2 separate regions of the Capra hircus genome follow, and region 1 is linked to region 2. Evidence: chromatin contacts called from public Hi-C data. All regions are on one chromosome and are shown on one strand. The core of a region is the stretch at or near the end of the contact, and the rest is flanking DNA. Distances in the headings are between cores, read along the strand shown. Region 1 has its middle 31 kb from the start of FOXO3. Region 2 overlaps SESN1 (sestrin-1).

What was found. A called contact is a pair of places that touch in the nucleus more often than the background predicts.
Region 1: a contact with region 2 is called in a Hi-C map of blood, with 2.8 times the contacts expected there. The contact joins two enhancer-like sites. A contact is called at or near these places in 4 of 5 Hi-C or Micro-C datasets (blood and liver).

Annotation. Positions count from the first base shown.
Region 1 is chr9:28,943,532-28,950,337 of ARS1.2, forward strand. No RefSeq gene overlaps it. Among named protein-coding and RNA genes, the nearest start is that of FOXO3, 31 kb to the left of the region's middle. Within about 2 kb of position 2,225, at least 1 of the 5 cell types and tissues checked has an H3K27ac peak or open chromatin away from gene starts, as enhancers often do.
Region 2 is chr9:28,369,367-28,375,562 of ARS1.2, forward strand. All of the region lies in intron 1 of SESN1 (sestrin-1), which reads left to right. Among named protein-coding and RNA genes, the nearest start is that of SESN1, 11 kb to the left of the region's middle. Within about 2 kb of position 2,360, at least 1 of the 5 cell types and tissues checked has an H3K27ac peak or open chromatin away from gene starts, as enhancers often do.

The DNA.
Region 1 (6,806 bases), core at 975-3,474, 570 kb after region 2:
GGGATTCTCCAGGCAAGAACACTAGAGTGGGTTGCCATTTCCTTCTCCAGTGCGTGAAAGTGAAAAGTGAAAGTGAAGTTGCTCAGTCGTGTCCGACTTAGCGAGCCCACGGACTGCATCCTACCAGGCTCCTCCGTCCATGGGATTTTCCAGGCAAGAGTTCTGGAGTGGGGTGCCATTGCCTTCTCCGGTACTGGCCTGAGGGATGTATAAACATGGGATGGCATACAACCCAGGGCAGAATGAAGTAGGAGCTGCTGAAGAAATGCTAGAAAAGGTGTAGGAGAAAGGAGTAAAAGACCCTGTGTTCTTGTTCATTCTCCCTAGGATTGTGAAAGGCTTCCTGGGGGAGGCGGCATTTTGTTCAGTGGCATAGGTTTTTGTACCATTGAAACAAGGAGAAAGGAGAGAGAGAAGAGGATGAAGTGGCCTTTAGAAAAGTGAAAGTCGCTCGTTTGTGTCTGAGTCTTTGAGATCCCATGGACTGTACCCCACGAGGCTCTTCTGTCCATGGAATTCTCCAGGCAAGAACACTAGAGTTGGTTGCCATTCCCTTCGCCAGCGATCTTCCTGACCCAGGGATCAAACCCAGGTCTCCCGCGTTGCAGGCAGATTCTTCATCGTTTGAGCCACCAGGGAAGCCCTTCGTCAATGAGGAGGGCCTGTAGGGAGAAAGTATAGGTGGAGGATGGAAAGCTCACCAGATCACTCTCAAGGACAAACTAAAAAATTCCACAGGTGGTGGGCTGGGACGTTGTAATAGTACTCCAGATACACTAGGCTTTAATAAAACTGTTTGCCTCATGGGAAGACGGTCATGAGCTGTGGACTCACAGATGTTCTTCCTCTTCCTCCCACATCAGTAGTGTGGTCCTTAACCTTAGGGTCCTTGCAGTAGCTTCCCTCTGTCCAGAATGCCCTCCCTGGAGGGTTACACGGCTGGTCCCGTGTCATTCGGGGATGTACTCAGATGCACTCAGATCCCTGCTCAGAGGGCTTCTCTTAGCTCCTAACTGAGGGGTGCTCAGGCACTTTCCACCACATCACCCTTCCTTTTTGTCTCAGCACTAAACACCCTGATGTCTCCTTGTTTATTTTTATGGCGATTTGTTAACAGGTGTCCCCTTCCTGCTCCTCCCACCAACAAATGCAAGGGTCAGGGCTGCTGCGATCACCAAGCACACGTCGAGTGAGCAACCTTACCCAGGTCCTCTTAAAATACTTGCTATAAGGTCATTTTGATGAAATGGTCCAACTTAAGATTATCCTAAATCCACTTATGGGGGAAAAAAGAGAGGGGGAGGGAAACAGACAGACAGAGGAATATAAGAGAGTGGTAACTGGTCCAAGGAAATCAGATGTATGAGGCTACCAGGCAACTTTAAACTCCTATTCAAATTAATTTCTGTGTTTTAAAAGATGCCTTGGGTTACAGAAAAATGTGGTAAAATTAATAGATACATTAAAAAATATTTGAGGTGTGTAAATTCTGAGTATTTTTTGATTTCTTGGCTAATTTCTTTAGGAACATTAAACGTATGGAGTCTTTCTCAATTTCAGTTAACCACAGTTTCTCTGAGAGCACTTCTTTGAAGTACAGATTCCCAGGCCCCTCCGCTGAAGATTCAGATTCATTAAGTTTGGGGTGGGGTCCAATAATCTGTATGAAGCTTCCCAGGTGATTCCTCTGGTTCAGTAGGTTTGGGGAACACACAGTATAGAAATCATCCTATACCATTATCTAGAAAACAGTATCAGTGGTTCACTCTACTGTTTGAAAGGTCGTTCCTGTAAGGGAAACCGTATTGAAGAACTGTAAGATCTTATTTGAGTGAGTGAGTGAGTGAGTGAATGTCACTCAGCTGTGTCTGACTCTTTGAGACCCCAAGGACTATTTGGTCCATGGAATTCTCCAGGCCAGAATACTGGAGTGGGTAGCCGTTCCCTTCTCCAGGAGATTGTCCCAACACAGGGATCGAACCCAGGTCTCCTGCATTGCAGGCAGATTCTTTACCATCTGAGCCACCAGGGAAGCCCGAGATCTTCCTTACAATTTGCTGATTATAATGCTGACCCTAGGCCACACTCTCTCTGAACCTGCAGGATACCTCAGGGGTCTCTTGGGGGGCCGAGGGCCTTTGGCTTACAGGAGGAGGTCAGCGCAGGGCTCCCGTCTCCTCTGCAGCCTCAGTGTTACCAGCAGCTGCTCCTGCGAGGGGGGCACCCTGGCCCTGACCCTGTCACCTTCCAGAGAGCAGGCCAGCACTCTGAGCCCTTCCCTTCCTGGAAGACGCTGCTGCACACATACGCGGAGTGACCTTGACTGTCAGGTTCTTAACGTAGCATCCGTGGGCCCCTCAAGAATCCACGCAGCGGCCTCAAGGGTGTGTGTGCAGAACTTTGGCAGACTATCGGTTACAGTGAGAGGAGTTTCCTGAGCATTCGCCCTATGTTCTTTGTGGACCCCACAACTCAGCTTAGAGAAATGAAGCCATTTTTTTCACAGCATCACAGTGACAATTGGCTGTCCCACCCCACAGCAGGAGGTCTGTGCTGGGGCCAGAGTTGGGGGCCTGCCTCTCGCTGCTGCAGAACACACACACACGGGGCGAGGTCTGCAGGAGGACACCTGAGGGTGAGAAGTGGGCTACCCCAACCAGAGTCCAGGGTGGGAGTGCAGGGGCGGCGGCAGCCTCCAAGTTCATAGGTAGGTTCTTCAGGCCCCCGCTCAGCCTCCAGAGGGAACTGGTGTCCACCCCTTTTCTTCCTCCTCCCAGGGTGGGTTACATCACAGAGGCCCCACTATTAGGGTGTAGAGGTCCCACCCTGAGGATATAGCTCACCCACACACTGGATGTCTGTTTTGCCCCAAACAATGTTAGCTCTTCATATTTTGAGGATTATCTTTGTGCTGCTAAATCTGAGTATGTCAGTACCTCAAAGATATAAGCAATTGCTTTTAATTCTACAGACTGTATTTTAATCCACAGAAATCAATTGATTACTTCTTTAGCAATTGAATTTAATATTCTGCATGCTACAGAATTTGGTAAAAGTATGATAGGTTATTAGTGCAAAACAAGGGGCATGTTTCAGTGACGTCAGCAGCTTTCACACTATGCACCCTGAATTTGGGGTTCTAAAGATGAACCATTGAGTCTGGGAGAATGAAGTTACATCCCAGTTCTCTCTGATCATTCAGAAGAGTAACATTCAAGTCACTGTATCTCCCTCTTCTGAATTTCCAAAGTACTCAGCATTTCTCATGGTAGCTATCACACTCTGCCCCATGTATCAGAGCTGTGTTTCCACACTCAGTTCATCTCCTGGACGGGAGGGGTGGGTCTTGTCACCCTGCAGCCTCTCCCCCAGCACACAACATGGCTCTGTCCTTTCCTCTGCCTTTTACTAACCTCCTGGCTGACTTAAGTGCTGTCAATGTTCCCAGGACACCTGGGCAAGCTGCCCTTTTGGCACTCCCTACACTACGCCCGTGTATTGTCCCAGAAGAGCAGCAGCTCATTGTGGTGAACGTTCGTCTCGTTCACTTCGGTGTGCCCAGCTCCCGGCAGAGGAGACAGCAAGTAAATGATGAATGAATGAATGATTAGTGAATATCTGTACACGATGTTTCACAGCTTTATTGGGATAGAATTCACATACCCTAAAATTCTACCATGCCAAGTGTACAGTTAGGTAGTTTTTAGTATATTCTCAGAATTGTGCAATCATGACCACACTCTCATTTCAGACCCCCTGAAATCATCCCTAGAGAAAAAAACCGGTACCCATCAGCAATTATTCCACATTCCTGCCACCACCTCTAGTCCCTACTTTGTGTCTCTAGGGATTTGCTTACTCTGGACATTTCACATATATGGAATCATACAGGATGTTGGCCTTTGTGGCTGGCTTTTCATTTAGCACAATTTGTTCCAGGTTTGTCCGTGTTGTAGCATGTACTGATACTTCATGTTTTAAATGCTGAATAATAACCCATTGTGCAGATATACCACATTATGTGTATCAGTTTATCAGCTGGAGGATATTTGGGTTGTTTCACTTTGGGGCTAACATGGATAATGCTGTCTATGAACATTCATGTATAATTTTTGTGGGGACATATATTTTCATTTCAGTTGGGTATTTATTATACCTAGGAGTGGAACTGCTGAATTATACAGTAACTTTTTTACTTTAAATATTTATTTAATAATAAATAGTATTTTTATAATAATATTTATTTATTTTGGCTGTGCTGGGTCTTAGTTGTAGCATACAGGATCTCAGTTCCCTGTTGTTGTTGTCCAGTCACTAAATTGTATCCAACTCTTTGTGAGCCCATGGACTGCAGCAGGCCAGGCTTCCCTGTCCTTCATTATCTCCCAGAGTTTGTTCAAACTCATGTCCATTGCGTCGGTGATGCCATCGAACTATCTCATCCTCTGTCATCCCCTTCTCCTCCTGCCCTCAATCTTTCCCAGCATTAGGGTCTTTTCCAATGAGTCAGCTCTTTGCATCAGGTGGCCAAAGTTTTGGAGCTTCAGCTTCAGCATCAGTCCTTCCAATGAATATTCAAGGTTGATTTCCTTTAGAATTGACTGGTTTGATCTCCTTGCTGTCCAAGGGACTCCAAGAGTCTTCTTCAGCATCAATTCAAAAGCAATTCTCCAGCACTCTGCCTTCTTTACTGTCCAACTCTCACATCTGCACATGATTACTGGAAAAATCATAACTTTGGCTATAATGGACCTTTATCAGCAAAGTGACATCTCTACTTTTTAATACACTGTCTAGGCTTGTCATAGCTTTTCTTCCAAGGAGCAAGTGTCTTTTAATTTCATGGCTGCAGTCACTGTCCACAGTGATTTTGGAGCCCAAGAAAATAAAATCTGTTTCCTCTTTTTCCCCATCTATTTGTCATAAAGTGATGGGACCAGATGCCATGATCTTAGTTTTTTGAATTCTAAGTTTTAAACCAGCTTTTTCACTCTCCTCTTTCACCTTCATCAAGAGGCTTTTTAGTTCGTCTCTGCTTTCTGCTATAAGGGTAGTTTCTTCTGCATGTCTGAGGTTGCTGATATTTCTGCTGGCAAGCTTGATTCCAGCTTGTGAATCACCCAGTCCAGCATTTCACATGATGTGTTCTTCATATAAATTAAATAAGCAGGGTAACAGTATACAGCCTTGATGTGAGACTTTCCCAATTTTGAACCAGTCCGTTGTTCCATGTCCAGTTCTAACTGTCGCTTCTTGACTTGCATACAGATTTCTTAGGAGGCAGGTAAGGTGGTCCAGTATTCCCATCTATTTAAGAATTTTTGACAGTTTGTTGTGATCCACATAGTCAAAGGCTTTAGCATAGTCAATGAAGCAGATGTTTTTCTGGAATTCTCTTGCTTTCTCTGTGATCTAACAAATGTTGGCAATTTGATCTCCGGTTCCGCTGCCTTTTCTAAATTCAGCTTGTACATCTGGAAGTTCTCGGTTCACATACTGTTGAAGCCTAGCTTGAAGGATATTGAGCATTACCTTGCTAGCATGTCAAATGAGTGCAATTCCCTGACCACAGATCAAACTTAGGCCCCTGCTTTGGGATCTTGGAGTCTTAACCACTGAACCACCAGGAAAGTCCCTATATAGTAACTTAAAATGTTTAACATGTTGTGAACTGCCAAGCTATTTTCCAAAGCTGCACCATTTTACATTTTCACCAGCAGTCTCTGAGGGTTCCAGTTTCTCTACCTCCTTGCCAACCCTTGTTTTATCTCTCTCTCTCTGATTCTAGCCATCCTAGTGTTATGAAATAGTAGATCACTGTGGTTTTGATTTGCAACTCCCTAAGGAATTACTGGGAGAAGGCAATGGCACCCCACTCCAGTACTCTTGCCTGGAAAATCCCACAGATGGAGGAGCCTGGTGGGCTGCAGTCCATGGGGTCGCTACGAGTCAGACACGACTGAGCGACTTCCCTTTCACTTTTCACTTTTCCAATGCATGCTTTGGAGAAGGAAATAGCAACCCACTCCAGTGTTCTTGCCTGGAGAATCCCAGGGACGGGGGAGCCTGGTGGGCTGCCGTCGATGGGGTCGCACAGAGTCAGACATGACTGAAGCAACTTAGCAGTGGCAAGGAATTATCGAACATTTTTTCATGTGTTCATTGGCCACTTATATCTGTACACTATTTAATCAAATTATAAGCAAGAGAGCCTCACAGAAAAAGCTTCATAGATGAAGCCCAAAGAGTAGTGTTAAGTTATGGAAGGTTTAGTAACACCAGGTCTCAAGCACACTCCTGGCTCCTCCAGTGCTCTGTTCTAGCTCCCTGGCCCTTCTGTTAGCCCTCTGGATCCTTCCTCTGGATGAGTGGAGTGTCCGGATTCCTTATGAGTCAGGATATGCATATGCCCTAGCGCTGCTTGATTTTATGCCTGTTGGCCATCTGTGTGTCTTCTTTAGAGAAATATCTAATTAGGGCTTCTGCCCTTTTTTGACTGGGTTGTTTGTTTTAATACGGCTATATGAGCTGTTTGTACATTTTGGAAATTAAGTCCTTGTCAGGCACGTCATTTAGAAATATCTCCTCTCAGTCTGTAGGTTGTCTTTTCATTTGTGGACTGGTTTCCTTTGCTGTGCGAATGATTTTAACTTTAATTAGATCCCATTTGTCCCACTCTTGCAGACTTTCTACAAACCCTCACCGCCAAGCCCCAAAATGTCTGTCTTTGCACCTCTCTGGAGGTGTGCTGGAGAAATTCTGACGACTCTGTCCAAAATATATTCCATTCTTCTGTCTTTTGAGGG
Region 2 (6,196 bases), core at 1,110-3,609:
AAGATTTGTTGAAACTTTGATGTGACAGAAGTAGCTGCAGACTCTTGGGTCTGATGAAGAGTTAGTAATAAGAGCCCTATTTGGTGTTATGTCTTCAGTTCAGGTCAGTCGCTCAGTCGTGTCCAACTCTTTGTGACCCCATGAACCGCAGCATGCCAGGCCTCCCTGTCCATCACCAGCTCCCGGAGTCTACCCCAACCCGTGTCCATTGAGTTGGTGATGCCATCCAACCATCTCACCCTCTGTTGTCCCCTTCTCCTCTTGCCCTCAATCTTTCCCAGCATCAGGGTCTTTTCCAGTGAGTCAACTCTTCGCATCAGGTGACCAAAGTATTGAAGTTCTAACTTCAACATCAGTCTTTCCAATGAACACCCAGGGCTGATCTCCTTTAGGATGGACTGGTTGGATCTCCTTGCAGTCCAAAGGACCCTCAAGAGTCTTCTCCAACACCACAGTTCAAAAGCATCAATTCTTCGGTGCTCAGCTTTCTTTATAGTCCAACTCTCACATCCATATATGACCACTGGAAAAACCATAGCCTTGACTAGATGTACCTTTAATCATAAATGATTTCATATCTAAAAACAGTGTTTATAAGTAGCAAATTAGCAGGTACTGGAGGAACCAGAGACATGGGAAATTTTAGAATTTGTGGAAGGACAGGGGAGATACTGGTGAAGGGAAGGCAGTGCCTAAAATTCATTAAGAGATGAAAGTTACGCTGGACGTACGTCAGTTCGTATGTCCAGTTTGTACTAGCAAGCCTCACCAAAAGTTATAATCTTCTTTGTCACAGTTTCTCAAATCAGTCTATTTTTTTCACACCATGGTAAAATATTTGCTTTTTAATTGAAGTCAATGGAAAAAAGGATTTACTTTAACCCAGCTTTTCTAGATCATAGTTATTACATTAAGAGAGAAAGACCTAATTGACCTTGATGATATGACCTAGTACTTCAGTGACACTGGCACAGTATACTCTGGGGCACCTGAGGATTCTTTAGAATATTTGATGATGGTATTACTGCCTACAGTGGGAAAACTGGATATTTAAGTTATACTCCCCTGGAGAAGGAAATGGCAACCCACTCCAGTATTCTTGCCTGGAGAATCCCATGGACCGAGGAGCCTGGTGAGCTACAGTCCACGGAGTCGCAAAGAGTCGGACACGACTGAGCGACTTCACTTCACTTCACTTCATGGCAACATTGGGGCTTCCCTGGTGGCTCACAGGTAAAGAATCTGCCTGCAATGCAGAACCTGAGTTCGATCCCTGGGTCGGGAAGATCCCCTGGAGGAGGGCGTGGCTACCCACTCCAGTATACTTGCCTGGAGAATTCCATGGATGGAAGAGCGTGACAGGCTACAGTCCATGGGGTTGTAAAGAATTGGACACGACTTAGTGACTAACACACAAACATGGAAACATTACTTTATGCTTTGCTTTTTTTCCCATTGGTTACTATACCAAGTTAAACTAATGTCATTAAAGATACATTTACCATGACATTTGTGTATAGAATAAAAAGTGGTTTAAAAGATTCCATGTTTTTTTTTTAATGGCTTTTCACTGAAGATACTTAGGGAGTTTTTGTAGGATGACTGTTAGGACCATTTATTGGATTTTCACAGTAGGCATTTTTATTGCTGAAAGCTTATGCACTACTAATGGACTGTCACCATTTGTGACATGAAAAATTTATATGAAAAAAACTTGTGAAATTTGGCTGTGAAAGAATTGTCTTCTGATATTCTAATCTCTTATATAATTACTTAAAAGAATCAAATTCGATTGCAATGAAATATGGAATTACTTTAGGAAAAAATGAGACACTTTTACTGTTTTGCTTTAAATTTTACTTTTTTAATTTTAAAAGGGAAAGGTCTTTATAGGTTTATAAATTATTACTTAATAAAATTACCTTTAAACTACTTCCTAAACTTTTATACCATACTAAAGGAAAATAAAGTTTGTGAAGTGAGTTTTGTTAGTCTTATTACCCAAATAAACTTTCATATATACATATTCATTAAATGAATAGTATTAGTGTTTTAACTTAAATATGTATGTTTTTTTAAAAAGTTACCTAGGATAATTTGTCAGTTCTGTGTGTAACGTTTCAGTAAAGTCTAATTAGAATCTTAGTTTACTCTTTCTCTAATTAGAATTTTAGTTTACAGGTAAAAATGAGCATTTACTCTTTTGACACTTCAGTGTTTGACAGGCATTGCACAATCATCTTTAAACTTTACATGATTTCATTTTCTAGCAAGTTGGCAGGTGTTAGCTGTCTATAATTATAACTGAGTAATTTTTCAAATGCTATTCATAGCCTAAACACAGTAAGAAATTCTTCCGATCATGTGATAAAGACCAAGCCTTGCAAAATAGTGGTAGGGTGATGTGTTCAGTGGTACTAAAGGACATATTTAAGAGAAGCCTTTCAAAAGTGATTTAAATGATAGGGAGATGGGTTTTCTCAAAAAATAAGATCTCTCAAAGTCATTAATAGTGATCACATCTCACCAAATTAAGGTGTATCTCTTTTTTCATCTAACAAGTAATGCATTATTTGACAGACTTAAAGCATAAAATCTATATTCAGTTTTGTTGATGACAGAGATTCTGAGTATAAGAAATAATTGAAATTTTATTGAGGCAGTATAGATTTTACCATTGAACCTAGGGACTGATTTCTTCTCATTTTATGCATGAGGTATTTACTCTGTACCTGCTATATGCCAAGCACTGTGCTTATCTGTCTTTTGACATATCAGAAGAAAGGCTGTAAGCTTCTCTTAATTTTAATAATGATTCGACTTTAAAAACAAGAGAAGCTATTGCTTTCTTTTCCCTGATTTTTTTTCTTTTCTTCTATTTTAAATATACAAGAGTTTCACTTTGACCAGAGATACTACTTCAGAAGGTTTAAAGATCGGGGACTTGCTTTACTAGCTATACGCTCAGGAATAAATTAACCTCTGTAGTCTGTTTCTTCATCTGTGAACTGACATAATTTTAATATATGCCTCATGATGTGGTTATAAAAATTAAAGATCTTATTGGTAAAGCATTTTGTTAACTTTAATATACTGTACCAACTTAATTATAAATAAATTTTGAGACTATTCATCTGCAATATGTGGGTAACAACAATACCACTCTCATAGGGTAGTTTCAAGAATTAAGTAAACAATGAAGTATGTAGAAGTGGGCCTGGTTCATAGTAAGTCCTCAGTAGATAATGGTGATGATGAATACTGGTGGTAATGAAGGAGAAGATGATGAACTTGATCTAGGTCTTTTAACATGAGTCAAACTCCAAACTGGCATTACTTTAAGATTATTATGTAATCGACTGTCATATATCCCACCTTTTGTGTTCACATGTATTTACACCTCTAATTGCCTTTTGTATGGTAAATTTTAATATATTAGCTGATTAATGCTGATCTCCACTTTACCGAAGAGTGCTTCTAATCAACCACTTGCACAGGATAAGTGGTAGACTTACCCAGAAGTTTGCCTTATGAGTGAGGCAGATCTGTGGCATCCATCCCCTCCTTGGAGTTCTTTACCTTTCTAGTTTGTCAGCATGGCACTAGTGAGGAGGGGTTGCAGGCAGTTACACGTGTCATCTGGGTGCTTCATTGCCAAGGCCTATGCTTTAATTATCTGTACAACAATAGAAGAGAATGGTCAAAACCATGAGCTTTGGAGTTAGTCAGACCAGGCTGTAAATCCTACTCTGCCGAACTTTATGACCTTGGGCAAGTTATATAACCTCCTTAAGCCTCAGTTCCCTCACAGAGTTGTGAGGATTAAATGAGGTAACATGCGCAATGTTTACTGTAACTCAGTAAGCACTCAGTGAATATTAACTATTAGTCTTCTGATCTGCCCTCACAGTGTGACTGGGGGAGAGGAGATGGGAAGTTGAGCCCTCTGGTACCATCTGCCCTTTAGGGGACCAAGTCTCTGGGACACTGGAAAAGTTTTAACCTGCTTTCAGGGCCCTTGGCCCTATAGAATAGCACCTTAGAAGAAATAACACCTCTAGAAACCAAGGTAAGGGTTTTGTGAATATTGTTTTAGCACTCTTGGAAACTGGATTTCTCCCTTGAGGTCGTGCTCATTTATTATTCCACTTAGGAACATTTGACTTTCCAGTGTATCTTCAAGGATATAAAATATAGAAAAGCAAATGATGGCTTGTATGCCAGTGCTGTCAGTAAGCAACTGAATCCTCTGTGCCTCGTCCATTCACATCTGATACTTCAGGCAAGTTTGCTGCAGAGACTGCTTGCCTTGAAGGTCTACTGAGGAGATTAAAGCTGCACCATCAGTGTTCCTGCTCTGCATTCTTCAATGGGAGCTTGAGATATTAACCAAAAAGTCCCCCAAATAGTCCTTTCACTCTTGCGGGATAACTGGCCTGGCCTAGACAGCTTGATATGATTTTAGAAACAGAGTAACTAAGCAAAGATTACATTGCCCTAAAGATACCCCAGAAGTAACAAGGCTTGAATAGATTTTGTACCATGTTTGATTTGAATTTGCTTCATTGGGTGTGGCAGGTGTCTTTCAGGTTCCTGAGCTCCCATACCTGCTCCGCTCCCCTCCCCCCACACTCTGCCACACATCAACACGAAGTTATCTTTTCTTCAGCAATCTCAATCTTTCTAGTTTTGTAGAATGTATATTTTTGAAGGTAATAAGGATAGGCATCTGTATGTGAAACCTAGTTCTTAACTCTCTTCATATATTCTTAACCCTTTTCATTTAATCTTTACCACACTGTAAGAGTAGGTATTATTATCCCCATTTTATGCATCAGGAAAAAAAAAAAATCAAGGCTCAGATAGGTTAAATAACTTGCCCAAGGTATCATAGCTTAGTAAGAAGAGGAGCCAGGTTTCAAACCCAGGCAATGAGACTCCAGAGTTTAGGCTTTTCACTGTTATACTGCATTATCCAAATAAAACTTTAATATCAGCTTCCTAATAATGAAAATATATAATATTTTCTTTTCCAAATTATTTTTCCTTCAGGGTGAAATGTGAAACCACATTTCTCAGGTATTATTAAATTGCATATCAAATTCTTATTTAAGCCCTGACCCATCTTGAGATTGTATTTGAATCCTGATGAATCTTTGTGTTTCACTGTGGCACATAATTTTTATTATGTCATCATTATAAATTTCAGCTGATTTCAAGAAGGTGCTAGACTGTGATCTTGGAAATATGATATATAAAAGGCTTATCTTTACATTAAGAGATTACCAAATAAGATGATTTCTTTAGTGAACTGCCTAAAAGAAAATCTGGTCTATTTCCGTGGGTAATAGACTCAAGATTAGCTTTGAATGTTAAGAGAGCATTCTCCTAGCTAGTTCATTGTTGCCATGACAGTGCTGGCAGTGCAACTGTTGTAGTAACTCCTTGCAACGATCTTATTTTAGACCCTAATGTTTGCAGTGCTGAACATCCCCTTCCCCGCCCCACAAGTAACTAGTGGAAAAGTACTGGTTTTTTAACTGGCTTATGGCTTTGTAGCTGAAAGACTGCACTATTGTGGGCTTAAAAAAAAAACAGTGTAGGAGTGTTGAGTGTTTTTCCCGGGGATTATAAATGTTTGAAATTTCCCAAAATATGGTATTGCATTACATGTCATACAGCAAGTTGTTTACAGCTAAAAAGAAAAGGGGCCTCTATTGTCTTTTTAAGAAATCAAGCCCAGATTATACCATTACTTTGAGCTCATGTATTAATAGAAATCATTTTTCCATTTGTATGTTTCATGTGCATATTTTAAAGTCTTTGGATTGTTTTATTTAGTTATTTTGGAAAATTATCATTAGAATCATAAAGTATTATGTTTAAATAGTGTAAAAAGGTATTTTTTCTTGACCTTTCCATAGTTCAACATTTATCTGATTGAATTGGAACATTTTAATCTTGATTTCTGAAATTATGAACTAGAGTTATGAAATGATTTTAAGAAATTACCCAATTTGAACTGTGTACTTAAACTAACATAATTGTTTAGGCATTCTTTACTTTGTTTCCTGTAAGTTATAAATTAGATTTTTAAATATTTCATTGATATTTTCTAATTGTAAACCCCATTATAACTATACTGTTAAGCACAAAATATTTTCAAACTCATAACAGTAAGTGCCATTTTGTATAC